Linked DNA regions of Mus musculus: region 1 is linked to region 2. Evidence: chromatin contacts called from public ChIA-PET data. All regions are on one chromosome and are shown on one strand. The core of a region is the stretch at or near the end of the contact, and the rest is flanking DNA. Distances in the headings are between cores, read along the strand shown.

Region 1 (3,086 bases), core at 245-2,744, 250 kb after region 2:
TCAGTTGTGCTCACTATCATGTATTATGTTCCTACAGACTTTAGAGTTTATAGCTTTCAGTTGTCGCTGAGGCTGAGTCAGGTAGAAATTAAATTTCTGATGATGCTATCGTATTCCACAACATTGGTGAATTAAAGCCTAATTATTCCGTGAAACAGCCCTTCTATGTGCCTTGCTTCTATACTATTTCACATTTATAGGTGTAATGCTTGCTTTTTTTTTTTTTTTTTTTTTGGTTTTTGGTTTTTGGTTTTTAGTTTTTCGAGACAGGATTCCTCTGTATAGCCCTGGCTGTCCTGGAACTCACTTTGTAGATCAGGCTGGCCTTAAACTCAGAAATCTGCCTGCCTCTGCCTCCCAAGTGCTGGGACTAAAGGCGTGCGCCACCACGCCTGGCTTAAATGCTTTTGAAAGCTAGCCTTGCATGACTGTAATAAAAATTTCCTTAGTTGTTTTTGTATTTGAGAAAAGGTCTCTCTGCATAGCCCTAGCTGTCCAAGGAACTCACTTTGTACACCAGACTGTTTTAAATCAAACTCACAGAAAGGAAGATCGGCCTGACTCTGTCTCTCAAGTACTGGGATTAAAGGTGTGTGCCATCCGGCCAAGCCAAACAATACAATGAAATCTCGGTGCTTCTATTCACCCTCCCCACTGCTTTGCTTTGTCTTTGTCTCCCTCCTCCCCATCTCTTTCTCACTCCTAAAGGAGATGTCTCAGACCGTAGACTGAAAGCGGGCATTCTTTTGTGGACACTGCAAGTTGTCACTGACGCTCCTCTCTGAATGCTTGCCAGGCTCTTCGGCCCTGAAAACTCCCAGTCTCTTCTGGATGCACTGTGCATCAGCACTGTCCCCAAGCCTCTAGCTCTTTCCTGTCTTCAGTCCTCTGAGGAGTCGAGTGGCTCTGTCCACGTTAAGAAGAGCAGGTACTATGGAGGGACCATGGCTTGTGGAAGGTTGTTTCCTCTAACAGCACACTATGATGTAACAGGCCAGATGCAAAGGTTGCAGGACTGATGTAAGCTGTGTTGAATTAGCTGCACTTTCAATGCAGTGCCCAAGCCCATGCATGCTCTCTCATTGGCCTGTCGCTCACCTTCTAATCCATTACGATGTCTTTAATAGCACTCTTGATGTTTGGTATGAGGTCATGAATAATTTTGCCAATATTTAAACTGTAGTGGAATCTGGGCTTTTATTACATGGCTACAGCTGCAGTACCATAGTCAAATGATTAATAATCCATGCATTTTTAAAAGATGGAAAGCAATATAATTATTATGGCTGACTACTATCTTATAGTCCATATGCATGAGAATTTTACTTGAAAAGTTATTTAATTTTTACTGTATGTGCTAAATGCATGTGTTCAGCTTTATATTGCTGTGATAATATACATGGGATAAGCAGTTTGTGCAGAGGTAAGGATTGTTGTGGCTTGTGGTTTGGGGTTTCGGTGTGTGGTTGCCTGGCTCCATTGCTTTTGTGCCTGTGATCAGGACCATGTGTTAGAGCTGAGCTGTTTAACCTCACAGTGGCAGGAAAGGGGAGGGGCTGGGTCCCCATGCTATCTGTAAGGGCACACTGCTTATCACCTGACTGCCTCCCAATGGTGCTCACCTCCTCAAGGGTACACCACTTCCCATAGTGCCACAGGCAACCACTTAAGCTTTTCCAGAGCCAAACTATAGAAAATCAGAAATAATTACAGAAAATTAATGGTTAACCCAGAAGTTACTAAGCATAATACAGAGATAAAAATAGCCCAGGGTTGGCTAAATGTGTAATCTCAGTGAGTCAGGCAGAGAACATATGTTGTGTCAAATGTAAAATCAGTAGCAAAGTAAACGTCTACCACTGTAGCTAGTGGTGGTCGGCTATAACGAGCTGTCAGTCTCTGGCTACCCAGCATTACAGAGCTTCTCATTATGCTACACTGCAGTTCTACAGTAGTTAGTAAAGTGTTTAAGTTGGTGTCAGGGAGAGCAGACCATTTCTAAGGGAAAACACTGAAGTTGTTTAAATTTTAGGTTCTTGAGTCTAGTTGGACCACACTTTAAGAACTGGATGGGATGTTATGTGACTCTACTCCTTCAGAGTTCCTTGGTCATCATCACATAGGTAATACCTGCAGCTCCAGCCTGAAAGAAGCTCTCTGGGAACCCTGTGAGAGGGAACATTAGTAGTCCGTGCTTTGCCTTTTATCAGCGGCGATACACAAAGCACATATTTTGATATTTGAGACAGGGTGTAGAGTTAGGAGCATGACTCAGTGGAATGCTTGTCTAAGAGCTGAGGATCTGGGTTCTGTTTCTATCACTGGAAAAATAACCATAATGTACATAAGTACACATGACTTAGATTTTTATAGCTTCTTTATAGTGTGCCTCAGATCCTTAATGTTTGAAAAGTAAGTTTAAAATTTAAGTATTAGGTGTTAGTGGGGAGAGAATTTATATAAACCCTTGTATAAAAAAATACAACCTAAATTAAAACATGTTAGCTTACAATAATCTTCATAGGACTTTTAACTTAATTTAAATAATTGTAATTTAAAATTGTACCTCAGATTAAAATCCAGAACTGAAACTATACTTATAAGTAAATTGTTACATGAAGTATTAATTTAGTAACCATATTCACTAACAATATCATTACCATTAAACTACACACTTAGAACATAGATACAATTATCAGTGCCATTTTCAACACTTAACTCAGTGTTGAGGATTGTACAAGTACTTTAGTTCATGCTTGTTATAACCCTGGAAGAAAGGCAATATATTTGTACTGTTTGAAGATAAAGAACTTTACTAAGGTTAAGTAATATACTCCTAGCATGGCAGAGTTCCCATCCTTAAGTAATCTTAATGTAGTGAAGACAAGGTACATATAAAACTTACAGTTTTTAAAACAGCCATCACAAGTGAATGTACATTTATATGCCAGATATTAAATAAATGATAATAAATAGATAAGTTAATTACAAGTAGTTAATTTGTAACAGCTTGAGGAGTTAAATATAGAATAGTGTTAAAAATAGAATAACTGCCTATGGTAGAGCACAGCACTAAGTGGGTACTT
Region 2 (2,769 bases), core at 206-2,705:
TGCTTCATGCCCATGCTGTTGAAGATGACACATGGATATGATTCTTTTCCAGTGGCTAATTTCCCTGAAAATACATCCTCGTGAATAAATACTTCTGTGGGCAAATCTCTGATGGTGCATTCTCTCTTAAAACAACCATAAGTATTGAAGGCTATTGTGCCTCCTTTTCACTTGTCTTGGAGGTCATGCACACATGCTAAATGAATGCTCAGGAAGACTATAAACTGCCCAGTGGATCAGGGAATAAACACCAGATCCTATTACCAAAACTTCCCTGATAGAACCAACTTCCGCAATTCACCTTTTCTACACTGATAAATATCCTAATTGGGAAATACCAACTCTCAATTGATTAGTGGCATGTCATGATATAATGTATAAGGGGCACTCTGGGTGCTGTTTGTCCTCTGGTGGCATCTTAAAAACTGTAGGTGTTTCTTTACTTAGCATCAATTTAGAGTAGGTGTCGAATGGGAAACGTAAGCTCACCTTAATTCTGTGAAAGACAACAGTACCTTAATGACCAGTTCTATCTATATTAGGAAAATATTGATAGGCATGTTATTTCTCTTCTCTCTGCTCTCGTGCAGGTCTGGGTTACTGTCCCAACTAAGAAGCTTAAAATTCACAGTAAATAAGTAGAACTACATAGCTGCGATTGGTCATGTAAATTATCCATGGTCTCCAAAGGTGGCTCGAGCCACAGGGAAGACAGTAAAAAACTGCCTCCTCCGGAGATTTTTCACAAGCTCCAAAACTGGTCTGAAACCTTAGATGGACGACTTTGAAACAGTTCACAATACATGAAGGGGTTCAGGCTTTCCTGCTGTTTCTAACTTTTGACTGAGTACCCCATTGCAGAGCGCGAGAGTGCACTGGTAGCACAGCGGTGCACGGGGCGGGCGCAATTGGAAATTCTGTCTGACTCAACAAGGGAAGGCTATGTTTTCTGTTTCTTCAAGCCGAGCTGAGCTCACAGCGGCGGGAGTACCTGAGGACTATGGTAGATGAGGATTCTGGGGTTATGCCCTCTTACTTGGAAACAATGCAGGGGAATGGGTAGCCTGCGGGAGTGGGTAGCCCTGGGCTGATATTCCCGTAGGAACCGCTCACCACCCCACCCCATCCCCCACCATGCCTGGCTGTGGTGGCTGCTCGAGAGTGGTCGCACTTCCCACACTGAGCAACGCTGTCCACCCACCCTGAGGCCACCAAGCCGTCTCTGATCGCGGTCGTCCACCCTCCGGTGTCATCTTGCACCAAATGTGGAGTTTATGGCCTGGGACCTCGGGACCTCCCTGAAGCTCCTTAGGAGATGTGTACATTGGGTATGGAGTCTCAGGGAACTCACCAGCCTGCACCGGATTCTCTGCTACCTGGATTCAGCACCTTTAGGCTTGCTGCTGCGCCCGCCCCGATTCCTCCTGAAAGCTCTCTATTCTTAAACTCCAGAGTGAAACCGGATATTGCCTGCACTTAGTTGTGGGGATGGAGAACTGAAACTGAAACTGCACACACAGGCTTGTGCTGACTTTCTGAGAAGCTTCTGCTTTTCCTGGAAAGAAAACGGAATCTGTGGGGAACAAGTCCATAGTCTTCCCTGCCAGATGGGCGGCGGATGAAAACAAGTCGCTGATTCTCTAAATACTGACTTCTATTGGGAAATACAGAATGCTGCAACAGAAATGTGCCAGCTCCTGCCACTGGCTTATTCCAAGAGGTTGACACCAACGAGACGTTTTTACCTTAAAAAACGCGCAACTCGTGCATGATAGTAATACTGTACATATTAAAAAGGTAATGGGTTGTTTCTGTGCATTGGATACCTCATGTGATATATGATGCAGACTGGGTTAACATAGCTATCTCTTCAAACTGTTAACACTTCTTTTTTGAGATGTATGCCACAGTCACCATCATTTATCTTGCTGTGCAGCAGCACATATGAAAGTCTGGCTTCTCCCTTTTTCATGTCCCCTACGGGTTAGCTTGCTATGCCTTCTACTATATGGAGGTTTTTTTTTTTTTTGTTTTTTTTTTTTTTTTTGGCAAAACCGAAATGAATTACAACAGGTGTTTTGGGAAAGAAAGAAAAAAAGCTTTGTCTTAAGTGACTGTCCAGATGTCTGGTAACATACAACAGACTAAGCTGTCATCTTTGTTTGGTTAAATGTCTTGGTGCATTTTAAATTCACAAATATTCATGTCAGGGTGATTCTGTGATTGGAATGTAACCTCGTGTTGTGTTAAGGAACATCTACATACAGACCAGACTAGTGAAGTATCCATGTCTGATGCTTTCTTACAGGCCCCTCGGAATCATCTTTCTGAGCTAGGGAGGAGGTGGGGCTTGGTCAGGCCTGAGAACCATCATGTAGTGTGTCCTCAGGTTATCCTTCAGGTGGGAACATCAATTTGATTCCCATCTGTTAGTTTGACTGAGGTAAATTTCTCCCATAGAACAAAGTTAAGTGTGAACTCTGTGGAATAGCAGTTGTCAGACTCAAGGCTAGGACACGAATGCACTTCATTGCAGTAACGCTGGATGAACTAGGCATGTCTGGAGTCAGGGCACGGGGCAGACACTTAAGTGTTAAAGCTTTCACAACCCTCTCTTTTATGTTGCTTTTTAAAAGACATAATGGATCTATTTCAGATGGACCTGCTGTGAGGATTTGTATATGCTCAGCCTAGAAAGTGGCACTATTAGAAGGTGTGGCCCTGTTCAAGTAGGTGTGGCCTTTTTGGAGTGGGTGTGTCACTTTGGGT

What was found. ChIA-PET counts read pairs in DNA pulled down with a chosen protein or histone mark.
Region 1: an RNA polymerase II ChIA-PET map of memory CD8 T cells shows a contact between it and region 2, with 19 read pairs. The contact joins the enhancer-like site here to the promoter of Gbp7 in region 2. A contact is called at or near these places in 9 of 39 promoter capture datasets (the 3T3-L1 cell line, the C10 cell line, liver and 4 more), 2 of 484 Hi-C or Micro-C datasets (the 63-12 cell line and gonadal supporting cells) and 1 of 115 datasets of contacts at active chromatin or transcription factors (memory CD8 T cells).

Annotation. Positions count from the first base shown.
Region 1 is chr3:142,279,694-142,282,779 of GRCm38.p6, reverse strand. All of the region lies in intron 7 of Pdlim5 (PDZ and LIM domain 5), which reads left to right. Among named protein-coding and RNA genes, the nearest start is that of Bmpr1b, 110 kb to the right of the region's middle. Within about 2 kb of position 1,494, at least 80 of the 459 cell types and tissues checked have an H3K27ac peak or open chromatin away from gene starts, as enhancers often do. A contact at or near this core is called in memory CD8 T cells and second pharyngeal arch cranial neural crest, where this site is marked.
Region 2 is chr3:142,529,022-142,531,790 of GRCm38.p6, reverse strand. Gbp7 (guanylate binding protein 7) reads right to left here and starts at 1,455. Exons shown (of 11, transcript NM_001083312.2): 1 at 1,352-1,455.